2 separate regions of the Anas platyrhynchos genome follow, and region 2 is linked to region 1. Evidence: chromatin contacts called from public Hi-C data. All regions are on one chromosome and are shown on one strand. Each heading gives the region's core, a stretch centred on a gene start, on an enhancer-like site or on the middle of the called end of the contact. The rest is flanking DNA. Distances are from core to core; before and after follow the strand shown. Region 1 has its middle 12 kb from the start of TRIM71. Region 2 overlaps TRIM71 (tripartite motif containing 71).

Region 1 (4,870 bases), core at 1,544-4,043:
AAAAGCCCGTTGCGTAATACCCCTGGCTCGCAGGTATAGGAACCGTGGCCAGCCCGTGAGGCCGAATGCATATCTTATCCACCTTGAGGCCAAAATAGCCTGACCTTTAGATGATCTTCGGAAGATGATGAATAATGTATTGCATCTCCCAGAAGGCCGGTTCCTGCCCATGCACTAACTGACGGTTTTCCTGACATCAACCAAGCATGCCAGCTCATATCTTGTCAAAAAGGGTTCTGAGATTACTGAGGGGAAAAACCTGCACAGAGGGGGAGGACTGCTGCGAAAAGAAGTCAAAAACTACTGCTGTTATAAAACAGGAGTGAGTCTTGGGGCAGCCTTGCCGTTATGCAGCGTCTGCAGAGCTGGGATTCTCCCGAGCACAGTAAAATCTATCAAAGAACCATCAGCAGGAACGGAGGGCTACGAGAGCACTTTGGAGAAGTTAATTAGTCTTCTGCTTGTGACTGTGGCTGAGCAGACCTGTGAGTAAGGGCACTGATGAGATCAAGTAGAAACTCCTGTTGGCAAATGACAGCACTGAGCCACTGCTGACAAACCTACTCGCTGCTACAAAGGGTAATTTAGATGCCACCCGTGATGGAGAAGACAACTTTACGAGGCAAAGTCCAAGTCCCGTGGTTCAAGGCAATCTCCAGGGCTGCTTCATCCTCCCATCACCAGCCATTTCCTGCAGGGGCCAGGGCTGTGCCCAGGAGCCCTGGTGTGCCTGGGACAAGAGAAATGTGTCCGTGTGAGGGAACATCCCTGTGGGTGGAGGGTGAGCAGTCTCCTGAGCCAGGCAAGGCTCCTTCCCTGGGCTGCCGCTAGCAGGGTCCAGGAACAGAGGCTTCCTGTCACGAGTCAAATTCTCAAAAGCACCAAAGTGACTTTTAAGCCTAGAGGGAATTTTCAAAGTGATTTAATGCTTAGAAGTTTACACCTGTTCAGGGGACGGGTAAAGCTCCTAAGCCTTGCTTTGGTGCTTTTGAAAGCGCAGTGCCATGCCAATTAGCCCCAGACGTGTTTGCAGAGTAAGAAAGACGCTGCTGGAGTTTCACCTGCTTCTCCGGGCTGGACAACTTCCTGCAAAATGCCTGAGCTCTCGCCCTCAAAGCATGGGCGGATGTCGTGGTGGCAACAATGGGCACAGTTTTGGGGCACTGCAGCCCTTTGATGCTCTGCCCTGCTCCCCTTGCCATCCCTCATGGTGCTCATCTCTGCTCCTCACGCCTCCACCACCAGCTCTTCCTAAAAAATTCTCCTAAAAAAATTTCTCCTAGAAAAGCCTGTGTGCAGGGGCTTGTATCCATCAGCAGGACTGGAACTACTTGGAAGTGATAGCAGTCTTCTTTCAAAGCGTAATAAAAAGAGTGTTTCTCTGTGCCTTATTACATATTCTTTTTCCTAAGCTGACACCACTCGTAATCCTTACACGGTTTGCTCAATTACCATCTTAAGCACTTGCATGATTTTAAGCACCTGGAGAGCTTGGCTGGCTTCACGGGGTGGTGTTTGTGTTTAACGCAACGCCTGGGTTATGCTGCTGACATGCTACAGTGCAACCAAGGCAAACTGCTGGTTTTGACTCCAGCGTAGGTGGTCTCTTACTTCTCTTGGGGCTCTATCTTCCAGCGAGGCTCTCTGAACTGATCATCGCTCCGAGGACTTCTCCACGCCTTTGGAAGATAACATCCATCCTGCTGGGACTTGCTGCTCGGGCTGTGTGGGAACGAAGGGCCATCTGCCCCAGGGCTGCTGCCGTCCCTCAGCACGGCAACTTGGGTGACAAACCAAGAGCTCCTGGGGCGTCCCATGTCTGTGCTGCTCTGCTGAGAAGCAAAATGTGTAACTGGAGCAAAGTGGGCACCAGGGAGCTGGGAGAGCAAAGTCTCACCACCAAGGCTGGTGGGCAGGAGGACAGCCCCAGAGATAAGTCTCTGAGTACGATGAGTGGTGATGGCAGAAGGTCGCTGAATGGGCTGGGTAAAGCACACTTTTGGGGAGGGGGCAAGGTGGACACGAACCTGCTCGCAGCCACTCTTCAGCCAGCATCTCCCATCACAAGGAAAGCTGACAAATTGTTTGTTAAATTATTTAAGATGTTGCTGACTGGTTATGAATTATTAAAGTGTTTAGTACTTACCATTGGGATGGCAACTTGGCCCAGAAAATCACAAGCCTTTCAAGAAACCCAAGGCTGGCCGTGGCTTGCCAGGCCTCACGGGGGTGGCCCAAGGTGGTCGGCACAGCAGTTTCAGCACGAGGAAAGGCATGGCTGATGCCTGGAGCGTGTTGCAGCCTGCGCTGCTGCAGCCAGCTCTGCTGCAGTCTCACAACCTCCCACCACTCCTCCCAGTGCTATTTTTATTTAATATTCACATGCTGGCAGTGCTGGGAGCCAAGAGCCCATGGCACCATGTGCCATATACCACAGAGACGATTCTTGTTCAGTAGTTAGCTTCTACTACTGTGATTTGCTTCCAAAATTATCTTGAGGGAAGAGAGGCGCTAAAGCAAGAATATGCCGATTCCCACCCTTAAATGCATGTTTGTCTTACGTTTCTGCTCCGTTGAAGATATTTGAAGTTTTTTATACTGGCCCTTTTTCCTCCCTTTCCACCCTCCCCCATGTTTGGGGCTCTTCCTTTCTCTTTTAGTTTTCCCATTCCTTGAAACCGTAATCATGTGCTGGCCATTACAACTTCTGTTCAATGCATACTTATCCTTTGTGGTCACCCTTCAAGAGATGGAGATTACTGATCAAAGAAAGAGTGTACCTTATCTTCCAATGTTATTTTGAGAAAGACAAAGCAAGGAGATAAATGCAGCCCATTTTGACTCGCAGCTCTGCTTAACAATACCCTCCATCAGTGTTGAGACAGAAAGGATTGGGCATGCGGTTAAAATATAACTCTTTGGAACAAAAATTCTGCTAATGAGTTCTGACTACACAACACGGCTGTTAAATAACGAGAAGAGGTTCACAATTACACTTGTGAATGAGCAACACGAGTTTGATTTGCAGGCACACGTACTATCATGGCATCCAGCATCCACAATCTAGTCGGCGATGGCTGGAAATCTCTGGAAGTGTTTGTGACTACAGTCAGCTTAATATGTTTGTCCTTGAAACGCACTGTTTCTTATTTAGTATCCTGTGTTCGTTTTTCCTCCCTTGCAAACATTTCAGTCATGCAGCCCAGGAACTGATTAAACCTCCCAATAAACACAGTACAGATGTCAAAGTGAAAAATTCACAAGCTATTCATAACAAGCCATCTGCTGAAAATAATTTGTCTAAACTATTTGGTGAAAATTGACAAAGTAATGAAAATGCTCAGAGATATTTGGGAAAATTCTAATTACCAAAAATCGATAGAAGGCCTAATTACATGTTTTGGATATGACTGAAATCTTCACAGCTTTTTGCAGGGTTTTGGATAATTATTACTCCTCGGCCTGCCTTGCTAGTTTTGCAGTTTTGAAGCAGATAAGTGCATTTCAAGTTCATGCTTACCCTATGGGAACGAGCAGTTTAGGTGTAGCCAGACCATGGTCTGATTTATTGTCCCAGGGCAATAAAAGGCAGAACTCCCACTCATGCTCTATTTGGACTATTTGGTAACTGCAGCCTTCAGAAATTCAGACGACCCAAACAATAGCATTCACTTTTCCTCAGGAAAAGGAATACCTAATCTTTAATATACTTTATTCTTATTATTATCATTATTCAGGTAAATATTTTTTTCTGTGGTCTTTCAAACTGCTCTTGGTGGCACTTTCACTAGTGCCATGTCCTGGCTTTCAGAGCTCCTTGCTGAGCCCCAGAGGTGGGCTTTTTTGTCTGCCTTAGCTCCAGGAGCACATTTTTTCAGTTCTCTGTATTTCTTCTTTTACCTGGTTTACATACTGAGATAGCTAAAGCGTTTTTTTTTTGTGGGTGAGGTGCAGATTCTGGCCACTGTGAGATGTATTTGTTGGTAGATCTGAGATCTCACCTTAAAATCACAAGCTATTTCCTGAAGAAGGCTTAAAGCAAAACATGGCAAGAAAAAAGAAAGGAGAAAGATCAGTGTCTTCAGGAGGCAAAATTTTCCAGCACATTGCTTAAACCCTCCTCTCCCCCACAGGGGCTGAGTAGAGATTAATTTCACAGCATATGAAATCCCATACAATCCACATTCCCTCAATATTCACATTTCCAGGAGGGATTAATCTGACTGAGCATAGCCCACAGACACGCAGAAAGGTGTCTCGGAGTTTTATGGCTGGAAGTCAGTGAAGACCTAGGTCCATCCATCTCCAGCGGTCATAAAAGCAACACGGGGACATTGCTGAGGGCTATGGGGACACTGCTGCTGTGCACATGTGGGATGGGGGCTTCCTTTGCGGGGGACCATGCAGCACAATGAGAAAGCCTGCTCCGAAAGCCTGCATGGAGATGTAGTTGTCAGGGCTTTCACTCTGGGATTAATAGTCTTGGGGTCAAACAGAGAGGTAGGTAGGTACCAATGATTTTTTCAGTAGAGGTTAAATCTGAAATCTGTACTTACAGAGTCATTCCCATGTCTTGTTTCTTTTTTTTTTCTTTTCAACCATCAGTGTAAATGTCCTAAATAACCTGAAATGTCTGTGTATACTGCTGGGTAGGCATAAAACTTAACAATAATTACCACAAGACATTTGATTTGACGGTTGCAGTAAGCACTTGCTTCACATTTTTTTAGTGTGAATTCTGATATTGTTGTCTCAGTTACGTACTGTCAGTAGGAACTGTGGGTGCTGCATGAAAAACACAAGGTGCAAACCTGGTGGTGCTCTCAGCTTAAGGAGACGATGTCCACCCCACACAGCAAGGCAGACAGCG
Region 2 (5,447 bases), core at 2,006-4,505, 66 kb before region 1:
ATTGTCCCAGAAAGTTTCTGCTTCTCAAAAGAGCATTTTTTATATCCCTGAAAGGGCTAATTTCGCCCTGCCTCCAAGCTTTTAAGGATCATTAGTTTATTTTTTACACAGAATTCTTTGGTACTGCCCTGGGAAAAAAAAAAAAGTTTCATCTTGATATAATTTGCCTTAGGCTGGAACTAGTAACTTTTCATTTGGATCTGTAGCAAGAGCTACATGGAGCCACAGGCTCACCCCACCTGAAATACTGAATTAGAGCTTCCGGACTATTCCAGTCCAGCTCCCTGGGAAAGCCAGAGGATGAAAAAAGTTTCACCACTGATAGTTATTGCAATCCTCTAAACACAAGAGACTTGATTTTTCCAAAACTCACCCTGAATCTCCAAAGCTGTGCTTATTTCTTACTTTTGGAAATAGGTACCACTTCTAACAAATCCATTGAACTTTTTCCCCCTTAAAGTCTCCCTATGGGGAGGGCCAAAAAAAAAAAAAAAAGCTAGTCATTTCACAAAAAAAAAAAAAAATTAAATCAAGGGCTTGATTTTCCCTGTTTCAATGCTCCTCATAACTTCTTATCCAGATTAGGCATACATACTGATAACAGAAAAGACTTTAATACTAAACTTTCAGATGAAAAGATATAAAAAGAAATAACTCAAGGACAGGTTACACTACAGGAAGCCTTGCTTTGTCTAAGCTTTTTGACAACTGAACTAAGCCACTAGAAGGAACAATTTGGTTTCAACTCAAAAGAATTTTTGTGCATTTTCATCAGCTTCTCTTTGTGCTGTTGGATTACTGTGTTTCAGAAAAAGTACACAGAAATGCCAAAAAGATGCAAGCTTGCTCTTCCTGGCGAGTAAATCCCACTCACTTCCACAAAACGTTCAAAGTCTCTGGGAACAAGACACTGTGCTCACCAGTAAATCAAACACACTGAGGTATAAAAAGGAGAACAGGAAAAAGTTCTCTGCTGCAGCAGCAATTCAAAAAAAAAAATCCCCCTCCCGTGTCCCCACCCACAGAACTGCAGTATGGTCAAGAACACAAATTCTCTACAAATACCTACTACCATTTTCTCCATTAAAAAAAAAAAAAAACTTATAGCGCCTTTTTGGCTTAAGCCTACAGAATATACCACACAAACCACCTAATGTGCACAGCAACACGTTTGTGCATGAAACCCCATGGGGGGAGAGGTAAAAATTTTCTGAACTGTGAGTGTGTTGGGACGGGGAGGAGGAGAGAAACTGGGGATGGAAGGGAGGACAATGAGGTAGATAGAATTTAACTTTACAGGCTCACTCCCTGCAGAAAAGATAAGTACATTCATCTGTAAAAAAATTAAAGATGAGGTAGGTTTGAATCAACGTTGTATTTTTTCATTTTCTCTTAGAAGAATTTCCCTGAGACAGTTTCTTCCTAATTCAAACACAGATTAGAAGACGAGAATTCGATTGTTTCCAAAGTCGACCACAACAATCATGCCATCAGGGGTGACGGCTATACCTGAAGGACGGTCCATCTGACCAAAGCCGCTTCCCTGAGTGCCAAACTTGCATAAAAAGCTACCATTGGACTCAAATATCTGCACCCGGTGGTTCCTGGAATCGGCCACAATGATGCGCCCCTCTTGATCCACCGCCACTCCCTGCGGGCGCAGGAACTGCCCGTTGCCGCTGCCCTCCGAGCCCAGGAAGCGTGCTGACTGGCAATCGGCGTGGATGACCAGCAGGCGATGGTTGTTGAAGTCTGTCACGACCAAGTGGCCCTCGTGATTGAAAGTCACACCTCTGGGGGAATCAAAGTGCTTCCAGAGTGCCCCTTCAAAGCCATACTTGTTAAGAAACGCTCCATCGGGCCCGAACAGCTGAACGCGATGGTTCCTCGTGTCAGAGACCAGGATTTTGCCCTCTGCGTTGACGGCCACATCCCACGGGTAATTGAATTGCCCATTCTTTGTTCCTTTCTCCCCAAACTTCAGAATGAACTGCCCTTCGAAGGTGAAGATCTGGATGCGATGATTGTCCTTGTCAGCCACGACGATCCTACGCGAGATGTCACAGGCCACACCAGCGGGACGATCAAACTGGCCGGGCCGGGAGCCCAGCGTGCCGAACTTGTGGTGGAAAGTCCCGCACGGCTTGAACACCTGGATGCGGTTATTGCTGCGGTCAGCCACAATGATGTAGCCTTCTTTGTCTACGCTAACCCCCCAGGGGCGGCAGAGCTTGCCGTCGCTATCTCCCTCGCTGCCAAACGAGAGCCCAGGCAGCCCGATACCAATGTAGCTGCGCCCAGATTTCACCATGACTTTGAAGGGACTGTTCTCAATGTGTTGGTTGCACATCATCACAGACACCAGGTGCTCTCCCTCTAGCTGTGGACGGTAGCTGACCAGGTAGGTCCCGTTCTGTTGATCACTGACGTCTGCCCCAAAAAGGTTTCCATCTGGACCCATCACCACTGCAGAGATCATGTCGCCTCCTGAAAGGCGAGGCTCACCGTCGTGGTCATAGCCTATCACTGTGAAAGAGGCCACTTTGCCCTGCAGCGCACGCTTGAGGCCTTCTCCAGTGGCTTTGGTCAGAGGAGCAAAAGCTCCACTGCTAACAAAGCCCATGGATTTAATGGCCATATACAAGGCCTGGTCAGGGGGTGTGAACATGATCCTGTCATCCTCCTGGGGCTGGAGAAGGCCCCTCACATTCTTCAGCTCCTGCACCTGAGCCAGCATACGGTCCCGGGCCAGAAGAATATCCATGGTACGACCTTCCTCCAGGACCTGCTGAACAGCACTAATGGTGTTGTCCAGCTTATTTAGGTTCTGACGTAACTTTTCAACTTGCAGGTAGAGTGACTTAGCCTTGACTTGACGAATCTTTTCCACCTTGGGGGAGAGGAAGGGGGAAGAAAAGCACACTTATCAGGGAAAGACAACCCGTGACACCCAAACACTTCCTAATGTTCCTTCTACATAAACAGTTACGTAGTTATTGCAGGATGCTGACACAGGACGTGATAAGATAAACTGTAAAACAAGCCTTTAGAAACTATGGCATAGAGAACACCAGTGAGGAAAAGCAACTATTTATCCAAATTCAGATTTTCTCCAGTTAAAAAAAATAATCACACATTCTTGCTCTATGGAGCTGCTGCATCAGTATTCTATTTGTTCTATTCGAAAGATTTGCTTGGTTAGTAGCTAATGACGACTTGCTTCCTTAAAAGCTACTCTACCCCCTACCTGCAAGGTACTTGACAGATCATCAGAAGGCACATCTTATTTAAACTCTAAAGGCTAAAGTTACTGCAGCTCTCAAAGAGTCCAAAGCATCTCTAAGAGGAGAACGGAGAAGTATTTCAGAGGGTGGGCTGTTATCACACAAGCCTGATGCTGCGTTGGCATCAGCCAACGGATACGGGCTCTCCTCGTTCCCTTGCCTGCCCAAACTGTTTTCGTGGGACTGGATACTACCAGACACCTATCTCCAGGACCTTTTAGGATCCAGTTATTTTGATATTTTCTTACAAATACTGGCAGTCATGCTGAGCTACTATTTTACAACAGGATGCCATGTCACTTCAAAGGACAGACAGTTGCTGCCAGCCCCTACTAGGGCTGGAAGCTCAACCAACAATAGTTCTGTTTTGTTTTTAAAAACATGCCCATGTTTGTCTTTACTTGTCAAAAATCACTTGACAACTGGAAAAATACACCTGCTTTGTAAATTTAATTGCTTTATTGTTGTTAAAATGCATTTCTTTATGCCTGATACTTGTGTGGCTGCAGAACAATACCAATGTATTTTGGTGAGGGACAAGTCGGTTTATAACTGAGTCTTCAGACTTCACAAAGTGAGCAGTTAACAGATGTACAAACACGCCATTTCATTTAAAATTAAGGGATATTTTTACATAACTGCTTCCAAACAAGTATCAAACATGCTTCCTCCAATATCTCATTAAAGTCACCAGTTTCCAAAAGATTACCAGTCATGAGTACTTTGACCTCAGCTGTAGTACCCCAAATTATTCACTAGCACTCCTCACATCAGGCCTAAACATGCATTCTGCTTTTTCTTTTATGCTAGAATCGTTTCTCACACCAGTATGCAATCAAGACCCATTTTTTCCTTCATGAAAATAAAACAGTTTTATAACTTGAAGAAAACTTGTTCTCAGTGTAGGCTTTTTTTTTTTAATACACCTATGCTGGGATACAAACTCTTGCTTCTGTACTAGTAATACCTCAGAAGAAAAGGCTGCCAAAGTTTCTTGGGCAAGGCCAGCAGTGGAAAGTGAACTTCTTCCTCATTTCAAGTACCTCAAGAAAGCAGCCTTCAAACAGTAACTATCAAGTTTGTTCTTATAAGAATGTCTAAAACCAAGAGAACTATAAAAACACAAACCTCTACTTTAAGAGATTACTCACTGTATCTACAGCAACAGATTAAACCAGAAAATTACTGTTCCATTCCATTTCATGAGAAGAGGCAGGGCAGAAATAATTTAGCAGAATGGTACTGCCTCTTGACATCCAGTGCCTCAACCACGTGTACAGGCCGCCATCCTGGCCTTTAATAAGGGCAGTGGGCACACAGGACCTTTTTTTTTTTTTTTTGCTATACTTCATCCAGTGCACCTACAGATTTACAGGAGCACTTGAAATTTACTTGTAAGCTTTCTCACCTTTACCATGCATTTTTGCTCCTTCCCCTATACCAATTTCAGCAATCTCGTGGTCACAGAAAAGTCCATTTGACTGGCTGATCTAAAAGAGCTAAGCCAACAGCAGAAAGCGCGTTTCTGCTCAGTTCTGCATTAGGACCCAAAGGACCACTGCTAGACACTAAAAAACCATGACCATTAAATTACCTTTCTGGGTACTTCCCCCATTGTTGTGTTTCCCCACCCTGCACATTTATCACAGCTGAAGCGAATGCAGGAGTTTGAGATTACTCAAAGTACTTGAGTGCAGATACTGTTGCTGGGAAATATTTTCATTCTGCTAGTAAAAACCCCAAACCCTGCCATATTACTTCGTTTCACTAATCAGAAAAGGCAGCTACACTTTTTATAGAATAAAGCAAGTTCTTGGGTGTGTCGAGAAAGCTTATACTGATTTGTTTCTAAGGATACAGCATATACAGCTTTACTCCTTTCCTTTGTGTATAAGTGGATCCTTCTATAAGAAGGCTCATATACTACATACATAGTTATACAGGAACATTTTAGAGGTTTTAAAGGGATATTCATTAAACAAAACATGGACATTCTCTTCATCGTTCAGCACTGGAGATGTGATGTATTGCTGCTGAGCCAGCAGGGGGAGCGCCCACCTTACTTGTGATGCTGAGCTTGCCTCAGGATATAGTAGTCCCTACTGAAAACTAGTTTGTGATGCAAAGATACTTCCAAAACAAAATCAACCAGGGCCAGAATCC

The links. A called contact is a pair of places that touch in the nucleus more often than the background predicts.
Region 2: a Hi-C map of subcutaneous adipose tissue shows a contact between it and region 1, with 2.3 times the contacts expected there. The contact joins two enhancer-like sites. A contact is called at or near these places in 3 of 8 Hi-C or Micro-C datasets (F1 follicle, liver and subcutaneous adipose tissue).

Annotation. Positions count from the first base shown.
Region 1 is chr2:116,313,209-116,318,078 of IASCAAS_PekinDuck_T2T, reverse strand. No RefSeq gene overlaps it. Among named protein-coding and RNA genes, the nearest start is that of TRIM71, 12 kb to the left of the region's middle. Within about 2 kb of position 2,793, at least 3 of the 8 cell types and tissues checked have an H3K27ac peak or open chromatin away from gene starts, as enhancers often do.
Region 2 is chr2:116,378,734-116,384,180 of IASCAAS_PekinDuck_T2T, reverse strand. TRIM71 (tripartite motif containing 71) reads right to left here. Exons shown (of 5, transcript XM_038174817.2): 5 at 1-2,890. The coding sequence ends at 1,439. Among named protein-coding and RNA genes, the nearest start is that of CNOT10, 38 kb to the left of the region's middle. Within about 2 kb of position 3,255, at least 2 of the 8 cell types and tissues checked have an H3K27ac peak or open chromatin away from gene starts, as enhancers often do.